Regions from separate parts of the Oryctolagus cuniculus genome. Here region 1 is linked to region 2. Evidence: chromatin contacts called from public Micro-C data. All regions are on one chromosome and are shown on one strand. Each heading gives the region's core, a stretch centred on a gene start, on an enhancer-like site or on the middle of the called end of the contact. The rest is flanking DNA. Distances are from core to core; before and after follow the strand shown. Region 1 holds the start of MRAS (muscle RAS oncogene homolog). Region 2 overlaps MRAS (muscle RAS oncogene homolog).

The links. Hi-C and Micro-C count contacts between places; a contact is called where the count stands out from the background.
Region 1: a Micro-C map of ear pinna shows a contact between it and region 2, with 2.1 times the contacts expected there. The contact joins the promoter of MRAS here to the enhancer-like site in region 2. A contact is called at or near these places in 3 of 6 Hi-C or Micro-C datasets (ear pinna, psoas muscle and an unstated tissue).

Annotation. Positions count from the first base shown.
Region 1 is chr4:143,370,449-143,374,670 of mOryCun1.1, forward strand. It overlaps MRAS (muscle RAS oncogene homolog), which reads right to left and starts at 1,661. Exons shown (of 6, transcript XM_051818636.2): 1 at 1,460-1,661. LOC138849503 (a long non-coding RNA gene) reads right to left here. Exons shown (of 2, transcript XR_011388391.1): 2 at 1,997-2,218.
Region 2 is chr4:143,323,921-143,328,318 of mOryCun1.1, forward strand. It overlaps MRAS (muscle RAS oncogene homolog), which reads right to left. Exons shown (of 6, transcript XM_051818636.2): 5 at 4,288-4,367; 6 at 168-3,050. The coding sequence ends at 2,951. Among named protein-coding and RNA genes, the nearest start is that of ESYT3, 25 kb to the left of the region's middle. Within about 2 kb of position 2,846, at least 1 of the 8 cell types and tissues checked has an H3K27ac peak or open chromatin away from gene starts, as enhancers often do. A contact at or near this core is called in ear pinna, where this site is marked.

The DNA of each region.
Region 1 (4,222 bases), core at 411-2,910, 45 kb after region 2:
AGCCACACCCCCTCTTACTCCGCCCCCAGGGAAACCCTGGAGGCGACCATTTCAGCCTTGTCTGTTAGCCTCTGCAGGCAGGTCTGGGCCACAGTGGAGAACCACACTGGACCCCAAGGAGGTTCCCCGCTAGCGGGGTGGGGGGAATCCCAGAACTCTGCCGTCAGGGACCCGGCGGTGAAGGGCTTGGTCCACTTTCCAGTCTGCACTCTGCCCCAGCCCAACACCAGTCACTCTCCAGACTCTAACGGGGTGTCCGGCGCCCATTCCGGCCCCGCCTCCCCGCCCCTGGGAAGTCTTCCCTGACCTCCTCGCACGGGAGCGGGGGTCCCTCAGCGCGCCCACCGTTCCCGGACTAACCTGATCCCACCAGGGACCACGCCGGGGAGTCATTCCCTCTGCGCCCGGGCCGAGCCTGCGGGGCAGGAGCTGGCGCTGTGCCTGACACACACGGTGGGCGCCCAGGGCCCAGTCAGGTCAAGGTAGGAGCCCAGGCCCCAGTGGTGAGCAGAGCCCCCGGGCGCAGGGAAGGCTTGTTTATGAAGCAAGCTGCTTTTGATTATTCGTACGAATCTGACAACTCCCCGGGCGGATCTCTGTCCTCATTAACGCCATTTTAAAGGAGGAGGGGGCGGGGAGGAGCCCCCCACCCCAGTCCCGCCGCCCATCTCCGCGCCGCGTCAGCCAAGGAACCCACGGTGACCACCAGGAAAGGGTCCCCGGAGCGGTGAGCAGGCCCTCCCCTAGGGTCTCGGTCGCGGCAGATTTCCCGGCCGCACACCGTTATGCCGGAGCCCTCCGCGGGGGCAAAAGGCCACGCAGCGCTAGTCCCAGGGCGCCCCCGGCGCGTGGAGAGCGCAGCAGAGTCCGGGGGCGGCCACACCTCCCGCCCCGGAACAAAGCGCCGACCGGGCGGGGGACAGCGCGGCCGGCGCCGGGCCCTCCGCGGCTGCCGGGGGGGCACTCACCGCGCGCTGCAGCCCGGGCTCGGCTCCGGCCCTCAGGCCGCCTCCTCCACGCGCGCGCCGAGGCGGCGGCAGCAGCAGCGCCCGCCCGCCCGCCGGGCCCCGCGGCAGCCGGACTGACGGCTCCCCGCCAGCCGGCCCGCCGGCCGCTCTGCCCGTCCCCGCCCCGGCGCCGTCTTAAAGAGACCGCGCAGCCGCGCGTGCCCAGGGCGCGCATTCCTTATATTGCAACAGCGCCTGCTAAAAATAGAGCGCTGCGGCGGGCGCGGCGGGGAGCCCGGCTCCAGAGCCTCGGCCCGGCCGCCCCCGCGTGTGCCGGGTTCCCGGGACGCGAGCCCAGCCAAGCCCAGCCCACCCGCGCCGCGTCCCTAAGGCCAGACAGGGCGCGAGGGCCGGGGCCGGCCCCTCGCACCTAAGGGGGTCGGCGCCGTGGCATCGGGAGCTGGCTTTGAGGTGGACGCCGAGCCTCTGGAGGGACCTCCGCGCTCCCCCACCTTTCAGTCTCCGCCGTGGCGCCGCCAATTTGGGAGCCCGGAGGCGGCGTCCCGGTCCTGCGCGATGCCCGCCGCCCTCGGCGAATCCCGAGCCGCCCTCCTTCCAGGATCCTGCCTCCCGTCGCGGCGTCTCCTAGAGCCTCGCGCTGCGAGCCTCCCTCCCGGGCTTCAGCCTCCGCGGGGCGGCTGCGACTGGACTGGCGACACTGTTTCCTGGTTCACTTCTCCCATTCCTCTCCAAGAGCGTGACGTTCCCGTTTCAAAAGTTGAGAGATAATTCACACGCCGTAAAACTCCACCTTCTACCGTGTACAGCTCACGGGGTCATTTAGTATGTTGGCGACACAGTGTCCAGGACATTTTCATCGCCAATCGCCAAAACTGCCCATGAGCAACCACGCCTCATTCTCCCGTCCCCCAGACCCTTTCTGTCTCCTCGGAGTTTCTGTCATGGACATCTATCATGGAACCAAACAGCAGGTGCAGGAGGCTTCCAGGGTGTTGTAACAGGTAGCACTGCCTTGTTCCTTTTCATGACTGAATAATATTCCATCAAAAGTGTGCATGTATTCCCAACGTCTTCTTTATCCAGTCGTTGGCTGATGGATTTTTGGTTTCTGCTTCGGGGCTGTTATGAATAAGCCGCTGTGGACATGCTTATACAAGCCTTTGCAAGAAGATACGCTTTCACTTTTCATTTGGTACACAGTAATTCCCCTTTATCCTCAGAGGGTACATCCCGGGATGCCCAGTGGGTACCTGAAATTGCAGACATAATACCAACCATGTGATAAATGCCTAATATGAGAGAACTCTGCATGTGTTTCAAAATTGTTCTGCACCAATATAAACTTACCTTTTAATTCCATTTTTCAGTGAGTGTTTTGAGGTGCCCTCCTATGGAATGCTTTTCCTACATATACAAACCTATGATAAAGTTTAATTTATAAGGTAGATACAGTAAGATAGTAACACTAATTGCTAATAACATAATAGAAAAATTGTACTGTACTAATTTTCCAGCCTCATTGGTCTTGTGCTTTGGGGCCACTGTGAAGTAAATTAAGTGTAATCAGGACACAATGGTTACCACAATGGTTGATGGGATGCCCGAGGCAGCTACTAAGTGACTAATGGAGGATAGCACACACAGCATGGATACGCTGGACAAAGGGCTGGCTCACATCACAAGCTGGATGGGGTGAGACATCAAGAGATTTCATCCACTTCTCAGAATTGTAACACTTGTGAGATTGTTTATTCCTGGAATTTTGCATGGAATATTTTCAGGCCAAGGTTGACCATGGGTAATCAAACCCATAGAAGGTGAAACTGTGTGTAAGGGGGCTGGGGGAGGCTACTGCCTAGTTGGGAGTGGAATTGCAGAGTTGTATTTAGGACTGCAATAAGTTTATTGAAAATGGAATTAAAAGAGGAAAATAAAAACAATTTTTGAAAAAGATTTGCTTTATCTTATCTTATTTACTTGAAAGGCAGAGGCCCAGGTGGGGCTAGGCTGAAGCCGGAATCCTGGAACTCCCTCTGGGTCTCCCATGTGGGCAATAGGGGTCCAAGGATTGCTCATCTGCTGCTTTCCCGGGTGCATTAGCAGGAAGCTGGATCGAAATGGGGCAGTGGGGACTCGAACCAGTGCTCATATGGCATGTCGGCTCACAGGCTATACCACAATACCAGCTCCCCAAAATATAAATTTTATTTCACCATATAAGTTCCATCATGTTTAAGACATTTTTGTAAGTAATGATACCAATCATTTAGACCATTCCTAAAGAAATGAGGAGTCTGGGAGTTTAACCATGTCAACTCAATCCCTTTTACATTACTAACCAAAAAAAAAAAAAATGGAAGGCCTGTGCCACAGGTGGAGACTTAACCTGCTAAGCCACAGTGCCAGCCCCATAGCCATTGCTTTGTCTTCAGGTTCATACTGGTAATTTCACCTCCTGTTATAATTCTTTTTAAGATTTACTTATTTATTTGAAAGGCAGAGTTACAGAGGAGGAGAGGCAGGGAGAGAGAGAGGTCTTCCACCTGCTGGTTCACTCCCCAAATGGCTGTAATGGCCAGAGCTGACCCCATTTGAAGCCAGGAGCCAGGAGCTTTCTCTGGGTCCCCGATGCAGTTGCAGGGGCCCAAGGACTTGGGCCATTTTCCGCTGCTTTCACAGGCTATAGCGGAGAGCTGGATCGAAAGAAGGGCAGCCAGGATTCGAACCGGCGTCTATATGGGATGCTGGCACTGTAGGCAGAGGCTTTACCCACGATGCCGCAGTGCCGACTCCTGTTCTACTTCTTTAAAGAGATGCTTCAGGGTCTGCTCCCACTTGTTTAAAATTTCCATTGAAAGCTCTGCTCCTGTCTTCAGCTGGTCTGGGTGCAACCTGGAGAGCAGATGTCCTTGATCTTAGTTTTTCAGTCAGAATTGTGAACCTGGCCAGCTGAGCTGTCGGTGGTGGGAGGCAGCATTTCTGATGTTAACTGTCCATGCTCTTCAGTTAAGGCACAGGCAAGGTTAACTTCTTCCTGGCAAACTGGCGTGGATGATCTGCCCCTGCAGGTTTCACCTCCAGCATCATTTTGTCACTTCTTATGTGGGCTGGGCATTTGACCTAGAGGTTAAGATGCCCACATCCCACATCAGAGCACCTGGGCTCTCGCTCTGGCTTTGCTCCCAGTTCAGCTTCTGTGGGCGCTGGGAAGCAGCAGGTGATGGCTCCTGATGGGTCACTGCCGCCCACACGGG
Region 2 (4,398 bases), core at 1,596-4,095:
TTCGTCTTTGGCTCGTGCAGGAAGGAGAGACCCTCACGGCCACTGGCGGGCTCCTCCTCCGCTTTGGTCTGGTAAGAACCAAGGTCATGGTGCTCTAAGAGGTGGGCACAAAGGTGACAACTTACAGTGCTCTCAGCACGACTTCAGCAAACACAGGAAACGAGACAAACGAGTCTTTCTTTTCTTTATTAAGGAGTCGAGATACACAAAGACTTAATAAAAAGTTACAGAAAAGGCTCAAGCATCATTGAGATCTTCAGGCATCACCCTCGTTTCACAACGGCCACCTGTCAATACTGCGTAACAGAGGCTGGGCACCCAGGGGTGCTCCATAATTCAAGTATCTTTCCTTCTAAGCAAACCCAACGTGGGATTTCAAAACCCAACGGGCTGCTAATGGGGGAAACTGGTTCTGATCGTCCTGTCACAGGCCTCAGGGGCCTCGGAGTTAGAATAGCCACGTGTTAGTGGGCCACGTAGGCCAACCAAGCACTCTCCCCAGCACGTGCCAGGAGAAGGTGCCCGGCAAAGCCCTAATGAAAGCATCTACGCATCCCCTGGGGGCAAAGTGCATGGGCAGTAAGTGGCCATGGCCCCATGGTGGGGACTCCCCCTGGGGAGAAAGGGAGCCCTCTGAGCAGGGTGCCAGAACGGGGAGGGGATCCGAGAGCACACCACGCAGGGCATGGGGTGAGGGGACTGCAGGTAGGGTGTGTTTCAGGGTCATGTGAAGCCTGCACTATTCCCTGGGAAACCAGTGGGCATGCGAGGATGTCACCACGGCCACAGGTCCCAGTGGGACCCAGAGCAGCTGTCGCAGCCTGGCCCTGCCAGGTGACGAGGGAGAGGCTGTATGGGGTGTGTATGCCCCAGGGTACACTTTACCTTCGCCCATCCAGAAGCCACCTCTGTCACTAGGACTCATGTCTGAAAATCAACTCACCTAACCTACAGGGAAAACAGGAGAAACGGGAGACGAAAGCTCCCCATTGGTCCAAAAGCGGAGGCTGCAGGTCAGTTGTCGATCGGTTTCTCCCTTGGGCACAGTGGAACTGAGCTGTGGGCCAATGCAGGATCCATGCGCTGGAAGATGGGCCGGCAGAGGGCGGGGGGCAGACCAGCAGCGCTGCGAGCCCTTGAGTGCAGCGCATTATCTGCTCCAGGTCAACGACCTACCTCCACTGCCGGGAGCAGCTGCTGGTGCCATCGTCCCGTGAGCGGGGCTTCTTGTCTCCTCCGTCTCTGTCAGTGCAAAGCGTCTCCATCCTCACCTCTCCTGGCCCGCACCCCCAGCTGGCAGCTGCCATCACACACGGGGCTGCGAAGCTGGTGACTCGGAGAAGTCTAAGGCTTGGAAACAGCTTTGTCCTCCTGGGGTTCAGAATGCCTGTTAGCAGTACAGGACTGGGGGGACTCTGAAGGGCCTCATCTGGAATGTTCTCTCTCATCCTCCCATGCAGAAATACAGGGCCATGTAGACTGCTAACTGTGACCTCCGACTAGCCAGAGTCCCAAGCCTCCTCTTGCAGCAGAATCATCCTCCAGCTGGCGAGCTCGCCGGGTTGGGGACTGTCAGAGGATCCAGGCGCCCCGACGGACAGTAGGCGCTTGTCTTCCCTGGGGCTCTTTCTCCTAAGAGTGGCCAGGCGGCCTGCTGCGGGTGCCCTCGTTGGTTTGGTGACCTCATATGTGACATCTGGGAAATAAGGGCACCAGCTGTGGCCCTCCCTTCGGGGGCGTGCGTGCTGCTGCCCCTCCCCCCACCTGGCTGCTGGCACCGGCACGTCAGCCAGACCCGCCTTTCTTCTCTGGTGATGGAGTCCAGTCAAGAGCCAAGAGGTTGCTAAAAGGATGTTCCAAGGCAGCCGAATTGCTCAGTCTTCAAATTCCAGAAAGGGCTTGCTCACCGACTGTCCTTCTGGAGTAGGAAAATGGCTTCCGGTCCGGGTGCTGTTTCACTGACGACAGCACTGAATCGGTCTGGGTGAAGATTCAGCAGGAACCAGTTTTCCAGATGGTGTCTGCGCACTTAGGTCAGAAAGGCAGCAGGCAGCCCACGGGATGGACAGTGCAGGAGGCGACGGGTCTGAGCCGGCCAGCGCCCTCTCACACATCCGCGAGCACACTGCTGACCCCACCCTCCCTGAAAACCCAGCAACACTTTTGCAAAGCTGATCAACTTACTGCATACATTTGCTGGACAATGAAAACTCCTCTTAGAACTGGCACGCTTGTGCCAGCCACTGCCCTCGGCAAAGTAAAACCCCCTCTTCTAACATCTGCAGCCTCAACCTGCAAAGCCCTGGCAGTCAGCACTTCCCGTCTCTCCCGTCCAGGCCACGAGTAGGGCCGCACCCCTCCCAGCTGGACCCACAGTCCAGGGCCCGAAGCCACAGCTCCCGCTGACACCGGTCCTCTCCGACACTCTACTTTCTTATCGGGTTCAGTTTGGGCACCGCTGGGAGAACAGAGTCTACAATAACAACATCTCAGACCTGTGATTGGGAGGTTAGGGGGCTCTGTAGCAGTGGGTACAGACCCCTTTAGGAAAACAACAATCATTAAAATAATTTAAAAATCTACAAAAGACGCCCAAGCTCAGACACCGAGGAGCTGCGGGCAAGGGCGGAAGCTTGCTCAGGGCTTGTTCTGTATGTGTAGGTGGACAGACATTTCCACGCCCATGAGGTGAGAGAAACAGCACACCTCCGAGGAGGCGGCTCAGCAAGCTCAACAGGGGCTTCCTCATCTCCTGGGGGAAAGGAGGAAGCCCTGGCCCCCGAGCAAGGCCCGCCCCTGCCGGCTCCCTGCCCTCCCTCCCTGTCTCCCTTCCTGTGCGAGGCCTCAGGCCGCGGGTGGTGGTTAGAAAGAGTGCTCAGTGCGGTTAGGTGGTGGAGGGGTCCCGAGGGCTGGCCGGGTCGTGGTCACTGCACCCCGGACCTCAGGCCCGTCACAAGATCACGCACTGCAGTTTGTGGGTGCCAGTGGCCCGGTCTCCCCGCCATTTGGTTTTCTTCTTCTTCTTCTGGCTTTTTTCGGGGATCTGTTGCCTTTTGGAACAATGAAGGACAAACAAGTCAGATTGGCCTCTGCTTCTCCTGGCCCCTCCTCCCTCACCCGCCCCCGGGCCTGTGCAGGTGCTGGGTGGCTGGGCCAGCCGGGGACAAACCGTGGGTGGCTGCTGACCTGGCCACAGGAGGGGGCCCTGGCAGGATGGTGTCTGTCTCTGGAGGCCTAGACACTGGGGAGGGAGAGGCAGGGAACTCGAAGTCTCCCCCGCTCGGGGGACCTGCCAACACCGTGCTGCGGCTGCTTACATTCACGCCTCAGTGAGGTCGGGTTTCGTGGCATGTTGCCATTGACATCCGTGTTTCGCATTCTAAGTGAGCCAGCAGGGCAGCTTAGTGAGGGCAAAGGCGTGCTGACACGCTTTCTGTTGGCTTTTCCCAGGTCTGCAGCTGCCCTGGGAACCACAGGTCCCCACTGAGGCAGTCAACGCAAGCTTCCGGACAGGAGCTTCTCCCAGCTGCAGGCAAGGTGCCCCAGGGCAGCTCATCCCAAGAGCACAAACCCGGCATCGAAGCCCTGGTGTGCAGGCCCTGCTTTGCCCGTGACGCTGGGCGATGGACATGTGGGGTGTGGACAGCGCGGGGCGGAGGGGATGACAGGCACGCACACTGCTGGAGCCCCGGGTCTGGGTTCACCTGTGCAAAGGCCAACTTGGTGCTCAGTACCCGAGACTCGCTGGCGAGAGGGGGTGGGGTGGAGACAGTGATGGGGAGTGCAGCCAGGGGGTCCTCCCAGCCTCCTGAGCACTGGTGATTAGGGTCTGGGCCGTGAGGGTATGAAGGACTATTCTAGAGGCTCCCGGGTACTGCTGACTACACAGGAGACCCACAGTGCCCCGCCTTCTCTACAAAGCAGACACACGCGGCTCCAGGCCCTGAGCCCTGGAATCAGAATGTGGGGCGTGCAGAGAGGGCTCTGCTCTGGGGGCAGGGGAGAGGCGAGGGCCTCACTTCTCACCACGATGCAAGCTTCTGGATCAAGGCTGCTGGGCTGCAGGGAGCCACCCTCCAGGGGCCTGAGACTGAAGGGGTCTGCAGCCAGGGGGAGGGCGGGGGCGGGTGGAAAAGGCAGGGGAAAGACACGGAAGGGGGAACAGGAGACGCAGAAGCAGACCCAGAACAGCCAGCCTCGGCCTCAGAGCCAGGGCCGTTGGCAGAGCCCATGGCTACAGCCAGGTGCCCACTGCACGGCACTGCTAGGGAGGTGGGAGGCGCTCACCTAATTACTCTAACGAGGTCATGGAAGGCTTTGTCCACGTTGAGAGGGGGGTCCTTGGCACTCGTTTCTATGTACGGAATCTGGAAGGCAAAGCTCAACTTGGTCAAAGCA